2 separate regions of the Mus musculus genome follow, and region 2 is linked to region 1. A link is a contact called in public HiChIP or PLAC-seq data. All regions are on one chromosome and are shown on one strand. Each heading gives the region's core, a stretch centred on a gene start, on an enhancer-like site or on the middle of the called end of the contact. The rest is flanking DNA. Distances are from core to core; before and after follow the strand shown.

Region 1 (5,162 bases), core at 873-3,372:
GGCAACATGCTCAAGAGATAGTGTTTTCTTTTTTAAGCACTTCTGCTCTATGGTATTCACAGCCAGTGTAAAATCCAACCTCTGTTTTAAAAAGCAGGTAATTAGGAATCTGGCATTCAGCATAAAGATTTCTACAGCTTCAGGTATCTCAGTCTGATCTGTAGTAAAACCACACGGACATCTTCTGTCCTTCACTTCATTTGGTGAGACTTTTTTTTTTCATTGTCTGAATACCTTTTTATTTTTAATTAGGTATTTTCCTCATTTACATTTCCAATGCTATCCCAAAAGTCCCCCATATCCTCCCCCCAGAAATTTTTGTTTATAACTTTGAACTCTCTATTTAGTCAAAGATGACCTAACAATTCTGGTCCTCCTATGTCCACCTCCCTTTGTGGGACTTTTGATATATAGAAGCATTTAGATAAAAATCATCTCTTGATCTTCTCCAGAAGGCTAATGCATAAGAATAGTCTAAGCCAACATTAACATTTTGTATAGTAAACGCCCATGAGAAAGTTCATGCTCACATACTTGAACTGGACTAGACACTTGTCCTGTTTTTAGACACTAGCAATCAAATATTTACATTTTTTGGAGAAATCCCACTGTGAAGAATAATGGGATTACTGACTATTGCCAGGCACTCTGTAAAATAAAGACAGATTTAGTCCCTCTTGGAAGTTTGGCTCCCTTGTAGGATTCCAGATCTTGAGATAGGATCACAAAGAGACTGATATATTTAGTGATTTTCAAGGGACAAAGGGTTGTGGGGGCAAAGAGTAATTGGCACAGCAGCAAGTCTCACAGTGGCAGCATCCCAAGTGGGGTTCTTCTCCAGCAACAGATAGTTTTCAGAGGCCTTGCTTGCCTTGATTTGGTCTCTTTCCTCAGTCTATACTTCAACTCTTTTATGAATCCTATGAAGTACTAACATCCTCCCAGTAATCCCTGCTCTGATGAAGTTAGCCAGTGCAGTTTTCAGCATTTTGCATTTAAGAACCCTAGCAGGCTAGGGAGATAAAGGAAGGGCTAGGCTCAGTTGGTAAAGTGCTTGTCATGCAACATAGACCTCAGTTCGATCCCCAGAACCGACATTAAAAAGGTGGGCATTGCAGTACATGCTTGTGAGAGGCCCTGTCTCATTAAACAAAATGGACGGCACCAGAGAAAGGTCATCTGAGGTTGACCTCTCACCTTTGCACACACTCATACATACAAGTGCATGCAACTGGCACACACATACACACATAAGACCTTGGCAATAAAATTTTGATCCATTTGAAGTTCTAATGTGCAAGTGGTTCTGGATAAGAGTTCATGGAAGTCAAATAGGCAATCTCTAGTTCTTTTCATGCTGTTAGCAGGAAGGGCAGGTGTGAAAAAAATTGCTTCTGGGGAGTATGTCTATAATACATATGTACATATACAATTATATATAATATGTAATATATAATATATATAATAATAGCTTTATCAAGGTATGTAACATACTATAATATGCAGCCTTTAAGTCATACAATAGCAGTACTGGGTATACTTAAATGAACGAGTGCTTGATACTCTAGGATTCTCCAACACTGTCCCTCAAAAGTAAAAGCAAAGTAGACAAATTGGTACTAATACAGTCATAGCTGTAGCAACTTTCATTCTGATTGGTACTTTTTTCCTGCTTGTTTGCCTTGTATTCGTTTTTTAAAACAATAATAATTACTATTCTTTTGCTTGTCTGCTTTTATTTTGAGACACACTCTTGAATAACCATAGAACTGAAACTCCTGATGCTCCTTCTGAGCTACAGGTGTGCGATACCTTGCGGGCTCTGCCTCTTTTAAGTACACTTTTAGGCGTTTTTTACAGACCCAGGAAAATAGCGCTTATCTATTTGAAATGTGTACCATCATCTCCATTCAAGTCTTTTATGTGGAGCACTCCCGAAGATTTCCTTTAGGAAATACCATCTGATCTCTTCAATGAGTCTACCTGTGACCTTGGGCATAAGGGTACTCCAAGCAAGGACTTCCTCAGACACCTAACTCTGAAAACAACTCACTTTTCCCTTCTTGCAAACCCGCCTCTGTACTGGGATCTTCCTGATTGGTTGTTACCTTGTGACGCCATCAGATTGCGACCCTGAAGCGGCTAGCCGTGCTGTCATGTGGCGGGGTGTCCCGGGCTGCCTACGGGACATTGTGCAGTGGCAGGTGGCGCTCTGGTCCCACAGCTTTGTCCGGACTTGGGGTAGCTGTGGGAAGGCGATGACTGAGGCACTGTCTGCGCAAGCCGAGGCAGCGGGCGGGCTGAAGGCTTTGGTTCAGCCAAATGGAGATGCTGGTAGCAACACGAGCGGAGAGCCGCTCCTGGAGCGCCTGGAGCCGGCGGCGGTAGGGAAGCAGGTCCCGGAGAGCGGGGACCAGGCCCAGGGAGGCGAAGGGCAGCTCCCGAGCAACGGAGAGCAGACCCCAGCTCCAGTCGCCGACTCAGGCAAGAGGAAAAAGCGGAGGGGCGCCACTGGGGAACGGGTCGTGCCGCCTCCGAAGAAACGGCGCACCGGGGTGAGCTTTAGCGATGAGCACTTCGCAGAGACTACCTACTACTTCGAGGGCGGCCTGCGCAAGGTGCGGCCCTATTACTTTGACTTCCAGACCTACTGTAAAGGTCGCTGGGTGGGCCGCAGCTTGTTGCACGTCTTCAGCACCGAGTTCCGATCCCAGCCACTGTCTTACTACGAGGCCGCTGTCCGGGCAGGACGCCTGCATCTCAACGAGGAACCAGTCCAGGACCTCAGCATCGTGCTCAAGGTGGTGTCTGATGGAACTAGCTTTGAGAAAAGGAGGGAAGGTTTTGGGATTTTTTTTGTTTGTTTGTTTTCTCAGACACACCTTATAAGTATGGGAGTAAAGTGATGGTAATTCAGAAACAATCTCATTTTCTCTTGGTGCTCTTTTAGTCCCCGCTTCCCACAGCCCCAAGTAGGTTAGATAGCCTTCCCACGCTCCAGAACTTAACCTGATCATCCTTGCCAGCAAGGCTGTTTGTTTCCAACAAACAAAATGGAAATTCTCATGTTCCTTTAATATCTGCCTTGTGGCAAGGGCACTGCCTACTTTCTACCCTGCATGATATATCTCTGTACAAATAATAATAGAGACCTCATTTATGTGTTCTTAACTGTATCAGGAACAAAGTTAAGCGTTTTGTGCACTCTAACATTAAACTCAAGTGGCAACTTTGGGGAGTTTGCATTGCTTCTTCTCCCCTTTGTGACCAAACTGAACCTCAAAGTAAGGCAACAGTACGATTCCCAAAGTGTGCGCTCATATTAACACTGAAACTCGTTTCCCATGTGTATAGAATTAGGAAGTCAGGGATAGATACTAGGCAGGTGTTTTGTTTTGATTTATTTATTTTATTTTAGTACACTGCAGCTGTCTTCAGACACACCAGAAGAGGGCATCAGATCCCATTTCAGATAGTTGGGAGCCACCGTGTGGTTGCTGGGAATTGAACTCAGGACCTCTGGAAGAACAGTCAGTGCTCTTAACCACCGAGCCATCTCTCCAGCCTTTTTTTTTTTTTTTTAAATTCAGTGAGACTACTATCATTAACACTGGCTCACAGAGATTGTAAGGAGAAAAGGAGAATTTCAGGATTTGGAAATAACCTTCCCCATACAGATTTTGAAAACCATAGGTTTTTAAACCAAGTCCTAGAGGCGTTAAAATGACTTGCCCAAGAGTATGTAGTGAGCTTGTATCAAATCTGTGTGTAGAGCCTAGAGCTCTGAACTTGTGTTGTTTGTTCGTAACTAGTAGAGGTTGTCTCTCTATTTAAAAGACATTTACTTTCAAATATATTTCTGTCAGGATGGTGAGATGTTCAGTAGGTAAAGGTCCTTGCCACTAAGACTCACAACCTCTTGTCTCTGCGTGTGCCGCTGTTATGCATGTACACACATAAATGAATGTAATGAAAAATCTTAAAATACAACTTTATTGTAAAGAGTATATAAAGAAGCAAAAATACTCATTCTCACCACCAAGAAATTCAATCAACTTTGTATATTTTTCAAAACTAGCTGTATGCCTGTGTATATTTTTACAAAATGAGATCTTACTACACCCACTTCTTTTTCTATTGAAGGCTTTACTGTGACCGTTCCTCTGTGTCAGTAAGGAACTGAGGAGCTGGGGTGACTGACTATCTATAGGTTGCTGGTCCCAGGCTGATGTTGCGTATGTTTTTGACAGGACAATGATTTCTTGCGGAACACAGTGCACAGACATGAGCCACCAGTCACAGCAGAGCCTATCCACCTGCTAGCTGAGAACAACGATGTGGTTGTTATAGACAAGCCGTCCTCCATTCCTGTGCACCCCTGTGGCCGCTTCCGACACAACACGGTCATCTTCATCCTAGGCAAGGAGCACCAACTGAAAGAGCTACACCCACTGCATCGGCTGGACCGCCTCACCTCAGGAGTGCTCATGTTTGCGAAGACAGCTGCAGTCTCGGAGAAGATCCATGAGCAGGTTCGGGATCGGCAGGTGAGTCAGGCTTTTGCCTGCTGTACACTGGAACACAGAGGAATCATAAAGTAGATTGAGGGGCATCTACAACCTTCCTCTTTTGAGGAGGCTCAGCACCTGAAGTTCCAAAGACAGCTATCCTGTATGCTTCAGAAGGGCTTTGGAGATGGCCCTGGTAGTTTGCTGTTCTGGAAACATTAAACATTGTTAAGATTTTGAAGAGAGCTCACTTAGTAGGATAAAGTTGAAAGAGGTGCAAGTAAGATTCTTACTGGTGGTGATTATGCTCTGCATCTGGATCATAATTCGCTCATTGAGCACACGCCAGACTTAATCCCCAACACATTAGAACCCAATTTATGAAACGCTTATGGTAGCCCCGTGAGGTAAATGTTTTCTCAGTTCATATTTTCTTTTTAAAAGAATTTCTATTATGTATTCATTTTAGTTTATATGAGTGTTCTGCATGTGTATGTGTATGTGTGTGTGTTCGTTTGCGCACGCGCGTGCACACATGCCCCTGCAGAGGTTAGAATGAGAACAGCTCTCCTGGAACTGGAGTTAGGGATGGTTGTGAGCCACCATGTAGATGCTAGGAACTGAACCCAGGTCCTCTGGGAGAGCAGCAGGTGA
Region 2 (5,162 bases), core at 934-3,433, 52 kb after region 1:
TGTTGCTTGATATATTTTATAATTTGTTTTGTTTTGTTTTGTTTTTGGTTTTTTTTTTTTTGAGGCAGGGTTTCTCTGTGTAGCCCTGGCTGTCCTGGAACTCACTTTGTAGACCAGGCTAGCCTCGAACTCAGAAATCCGCCTGCCTCTGCCTCTCGAGTGCTGGGATTAGAGGTGTGCACCACCATGCCCGGCATTATATTTTATAATTTTGTGTTGAGGATATATATCATTCAGTGGAGCACTTGCATAATTTTGCATAAGGGTCTAGCCTAATTCTCAGTATCACAAGTGTCTTCTTTGTTTTAGATAGAGATTTACTTCCCCTATTTATTAGTAACTATTGAAAGTATAACAGCTTTCTTATTGTTTTCTTTTTTGAACAATGTCTCATTGCCAGGCCAGGCCAGAACTCATGTTTTATAGCTCATACTAAGAAATCACAGCAGCCTTAATATGCATGGTGTGTGCCACTGTGCCAGGTTAACTTGTCTGTGTTTTATAAATGCTATCTTGTATAAATTAGATAAACTTTGAGCTAAATTGAGAACTTTTACTTATAAACTAACTACAACTTCACATCAATTATACAATGACATCTTAAACCTGAAAGCACTGCTTTCACTTACAGTAAGCAAACAGAGTGTAGGAATCCTTTTTAGAAGGTTCCTAATTTTTTTTACTTTAAAATTTTATTTTTATTATTTTAAAGTGTATGTGTGTGTGTGTGTGTGTGAGAGAGAAAGAGAGAGAGAGAGAGAGAGAGAGAGAGAGAACACAGATGCAGAGAGAGAGAGAGAGAACAGATGCCCAAAGAAGCCAGATGTTGGAGTTTCTAGAGCTGGAGTTAATAGCAATTGTGAGCCACCCAGTGTAGGTGCTGTGAACTGAATTCAGGTCCTCCAAATAGCAAGCTCTTAATCACTAAAATTAGTACTTATGTATAAGTTCTTTTTTGTTTGTTCGTTTTTTTGAGACAGTGCCTCAAAAGAGACCGAAGTCTAGGCTAGTTATTCTAGGCAATGCTCCTACCCCAGTCTCCCAAGTGTTGGAAATATAGGTGTGTACCATCCCTTGATTGCAAATGCAGCCATCTTATACAATTCTATATGTACAGTATCTGCTTTGCATAAGACAATAAATAATATAAGCAATGTACAGGTAGTGGTAAGAAGGCATCATCCTGGAGGTAGTCAGATTTTTATAAGGAAGGTACACTAGCCTTGACGTATGTAGTGTAGGCTATGGAGAACTAGGGGCAGTCATTTCTGGAAAAGCCAAATGCCTGAACTGAGGAGGAAGGAAAAACAAACAGAAGAAAACAAACAACCCCAAGGAGCAGATGAACAGAGTACTATAGTTGGCGTCCAGGTGTGGGTGGGAGCCTTAAAGGGTAGGAAGCTTGAATTTTCAGAATGATTGGCTCGAGTCATGGAGAGGAGGCCCTCAGAGTGAGGGGTAATGTTACTGGCAAGGTCTCTAGAGGGTCTTGGTTAACTGCTGCCTGAATGAAGATTGGTGGTGGGCTGAAGTGAGCCTCAACAGCCTCCAGAGGCTGCTGCACTTGCTGGGATCCTGACCTCTGGAGTTTAGAGCCTAAGCTGTTAGTGGTCATGCAAGGAATGAATCCCAAAACATATTGGGAAGATAGAGCAAGCAGAGGGACACCATGATGGGCTGTGGGAGTAAGTCATTGGGGAAAGTTTGAGAATCCCAGGATGGGAGGACTAGACTCCTGGCCTAATCTACCATGCCCACAGAGGCTGAGAGTCTCAGGGACTCAGCCTAGATCTGTCCTAAGACTCAAAATCAAGTCTTTGCCCTTTTTTGCTGAATACCCTGGAAGCTGGAACCTTAGTAATTCAGAAATTCAGGTGCTACCCCCGCCCCCCTGCTGCCATCTCTACCCTCTCCAAGTCCTGCCATCCCCTAAAGGTACCAATGGACTCTGGCCTCTCTGACCCTGGAATTTATCCCACATTGTGACATTCTCTGTGTGTGTGTGTGTGTGTGTGTGTGTGTGTGTGTGTGTGTGTGTGTGTGTGTGTGTGTGTGTGTGTGTTTCAAGACAGGATTTGTCTTTGTAGCCCTGGCTGTCCTGGAACTCACTCTGTAGGCAAGGTTGTCCTTGAATTTACAGAGATCAGCCAGCCTCTGCCTTTTGAGTGCTGGGATGAAAGGTGTGCCCGACTGCATTCTTAACTTTTGTTCTTTAAATGTTGAATAATCACGCTAGCTGTGTGTCCTGAGTGAACTACTCCTGTGTAGGAAAAAAAAAAAAAAACTAGAAATAATTGTTTGGCTGTATGTTTAAGCTTGTTTATTCAAGCAGAATTCTAAATCCTGTATTAACATTGTTTGTTTTAGATTAAAGATATCTGCATTGAACCAAAATAAACTATTGGCGGATGTAAATAGGAACTTGTGGGAAAAAGTGAAAGACTACTCTGATGAAGAGGTATTTTTATGCCATTTTCTGAATAAGAATTGACACATTTTGATACATTTGGAACTGTTGCTTGGCCTGCTGTGGTGATATACCCAACCTTTAATGCTAGCTCTTGGAAGGCTGAGGCAGGTGGATCTCTGAGTTCAAGGCCAGCCTGAACTACAGAGCTAGTTCCAGTACAGCCAGGACTACACAAGGAAACCCTGTGTCAAACAAACAAACAAATAAGCAAAAAAGAACTGTTACTTGATAGTATGGAGTTTTTTTAATTTAGTCTTAGATCTAATGTGTTGCTGTGGTCTTATCTAATTATTACCAAGTAATTGTTAAATATAACCTTTCTAATGTATGATATCTAATTTAACCTGTAAAAAATATATAAGATGTTCCCAGCTTCTTTTTCTTTTTGCATTTTCCTTAGGTTTAAATGAAGATTTCCTTTAATTGATTAGCTATTTTACATGTACCCTAATATATAATCATGTTTTGTTAATTAAGAGCCAATCATTTTCTAGTTTATAAAATAAGTGAAAGAATCAAAACTGAAGTTTTTGATTATATTCTTAAATAGATATGCAGAGCCTAAGTGTGATGGCATATACCTGTGATCACAGCACTTTAGAGGCAGAAGCTGAAAGAGCACACATTTAAGACCAGCCTGATCTGTATAGTGACTTCCAGCTTGCCAATTTGCAAATGAAAAATTCTTGTCTTAGGAATTGGAATCTAGATTAGGCAAAACCCAGCACAGGCAATTGAACTCGCCTTCCCAGACCTAACTTACCTTCTCTGATTTGTTTTTAGTAACATGTACTCTTTAACTCTCTCATACAGCTGAAGAACTATGGGATTTACCTTAACAAAATCAAATCACGTTATACCAAGATGACAAAAGTCTTCAATCACCAAGGAAAAGTGGCTCTGTATAACAAATTGGTGCATTCAGCTGAGGTAATTTGAGATGTTGATATATAGTAATGTATAGTAGATATAAAATATGACATGCTTCTTAGGAGACATGTAAATGAAGCTTGGATAAAAGTTTGTTTATCAAAAGTGAAGTTCTAGAAACCAGAAGCTTCAGGTTTTGGCACTGGGAGTTAAATGAAGTATAGTTACTAATATGGCCTATGTCTCACATGTTGTCATCCATTTTACATATTGAAATAAAATACTTGTGATTCTGTGTCCCTATTCACACGGAAGGCAGTGTTATCTTCTTTATATCCATATTCAGTTGCATATGTATATGCATATGTTTATCCTTTTTCTTTTAAAAAGGCCTTACACACAGGGCTGAGACTGTAGCTCAGTGGTAGGACATTTGCTTAGCATTTGTTCAGTCTCCCATTTGGGAGACAGAAGTGGGATGCTCGTGCCAGTGAGCACAGCATTTATGCATGCACACAAGAGCAAGCACAGTAGCCTGGTGATGCTTAGTAAGTATCAGCAAACAAGTACATGAAGTGTTTTATACAGTTTCATCTTTTATAGAAATAAAAATTCAAAAATAGTTGTGCCTGTTGCACATACCTACAGGAAACTGAGGCAGGAGAATTGCCATAAGTTCTGGATCACATAGCAAGAACCTGTCTCAATAATAACAGCAATACAAACAAACTAACTAAAACACACACTTAAAGGCTGTAGTTCTGTTTGGCCTGTGTCCATCTGATCACAGAAAAAAATTAACCTTTTTAAAGCAATAAATATCAATATCCATGCAGTTCATGAAACATGTATAGAAAAGAAATGCTATAATAAAGAGAAATACAAAATAACTTCATTTGTCTTTTTACATTAAAAAACAAATTAAGTCCGGACTAAAAGTCTTGACCTCAAAATTTGTCTGTTCATGCCAGTTTGGTGGCACAGGCCTGTAATCCTAGCTACTTGAAAGTCCAAGGCAGGAATATCACAAGTTCAGCATCAGCCTAGGCAATTGAGTTGTAAGACCCTGACTTTAAATAAAAAGTGAAGGAAAAAAAAAGGACAGGAATAAAGGGCAGTAGATCATGTGACTAACATGTTCAGTTACTGGTATTGCCAAATAAAAATGGGAAACAAATTTACCCATTTATAATCACGACAGTAATTAAAACTATTAAAGGATTGTTTGGAGTTTAAGGTTTACAATCTATAATATTTTGTGTTTAGAATGAGAAGAACAAACTTCAGATAAAAATAAATGAGATGGACACTATCCTCAAGAAGATCAATAACTGTCTCGCTGAAGTGGAAACAGGTAAAGTCTTGCTCTCCTCTATGGCTGAGGATAGAGTGCAGTGAGAGATCACCTGCCTAGCGTGCAGAAAGGCTTAGGCTCGACTCCCGCAACTACACAAACTTAAAGGATAGTTTTCTATAGAGGCTTCTATAAGTTAGAAAGTTTGGTCTTACTATGCTGTCTTAGCAGCTTGAGTACTTAAAGTGGAGCAAAATAAAACCCTTTTTTGGGCTAATGAGTTGGCTCAGTGCATAAAGGTGCTTGCCACCAAGCCTGGTGACCTGAGTTTGATGCCGGGGGCCCTCATGGTGGAAGGAGAGAACTGAGTCCCATGTGTTTTCCTCTGATCTTCATAGGCATGCTGTGGTGCTAACCCACCTTCCAAAAGAAGTAAATGTCATAAAAAATGATACTAAAACCTGGTTCGCTATAATCATCCATAACAGTAAAGAAGAGATATCCAAAAAATTAAGTTCTTTTGCAAGG

Evidence for each region. HiChIP or PLAC-seq counts read pairs in DNA pulled down with a chosen protein or histone mark.
Region 2: an RNA polymerase II HiChIP or PLAC-seq map of embryonic stem cells shows a contact between it and region 1, with 28 read pairs. The contact joins the enhancer-like site here to the promoter of Rpusd2 in region 1. A contact is called at or near these places in 5 of 39 promoter capture datasets (the 3T3-L1 cell line, the HPC-7 cell line, HPC-7-derived erythroid cells and 2 more), 2 of 15 datasets of contacts at CTCF or cohesin (CD8 T cells and the NIH/3T3 cell line), 3 of 484 Hi-C or Micro-C datasets (the Ba/F3 cell line, the N1E-115 cell line and embryonic stem cells), 6 of 115 datasets of contacts at active chromatin or transcription factors (CD8 T cells, the SCID.adh cell line, embryonic stem cells and 1 more) and 3 of 9 other capture datasets (adipose tissue, liver and pancreatic islet).

Annotation. Positions count from the first base shown.
Region 1 is chr2:119,032,668-119,037,829 of GRCm38.p6, forward strand. Rpusd2 (RNA pseudouridylate synthase domain containing 2) reads left to right here and starts at 2,123. Exons shown (of 3, transcript NM_173450.3): 1 at 2,123-2,801; 2 at 4,251-4,547. The coding sequence starts at 2,157.
Region 2 is chr2:119,084,193-119,089,354 of GRCm38.p6, forward strand. It overlaps Knl1 (kinetochore scaffold 1), which reads left to right. Exons shown (of 24, transcript NM_029617.3): 13 at 2,368-2,458; 14 at 3,284-3,400; 15 at 4,607-4,694. Among named protein-coding and RNA genes, the nearest start is that of Rad51, 26 kb to the right of the region's middle. Within about 2 kb of position 2,184, at least 6 of the 459 cell types and tissues checked have an H3K27ac peak or open chromatin away from gene starts, as enhancers often do. A contact at or near this core is called in embryonic stem cells, where this site is marked.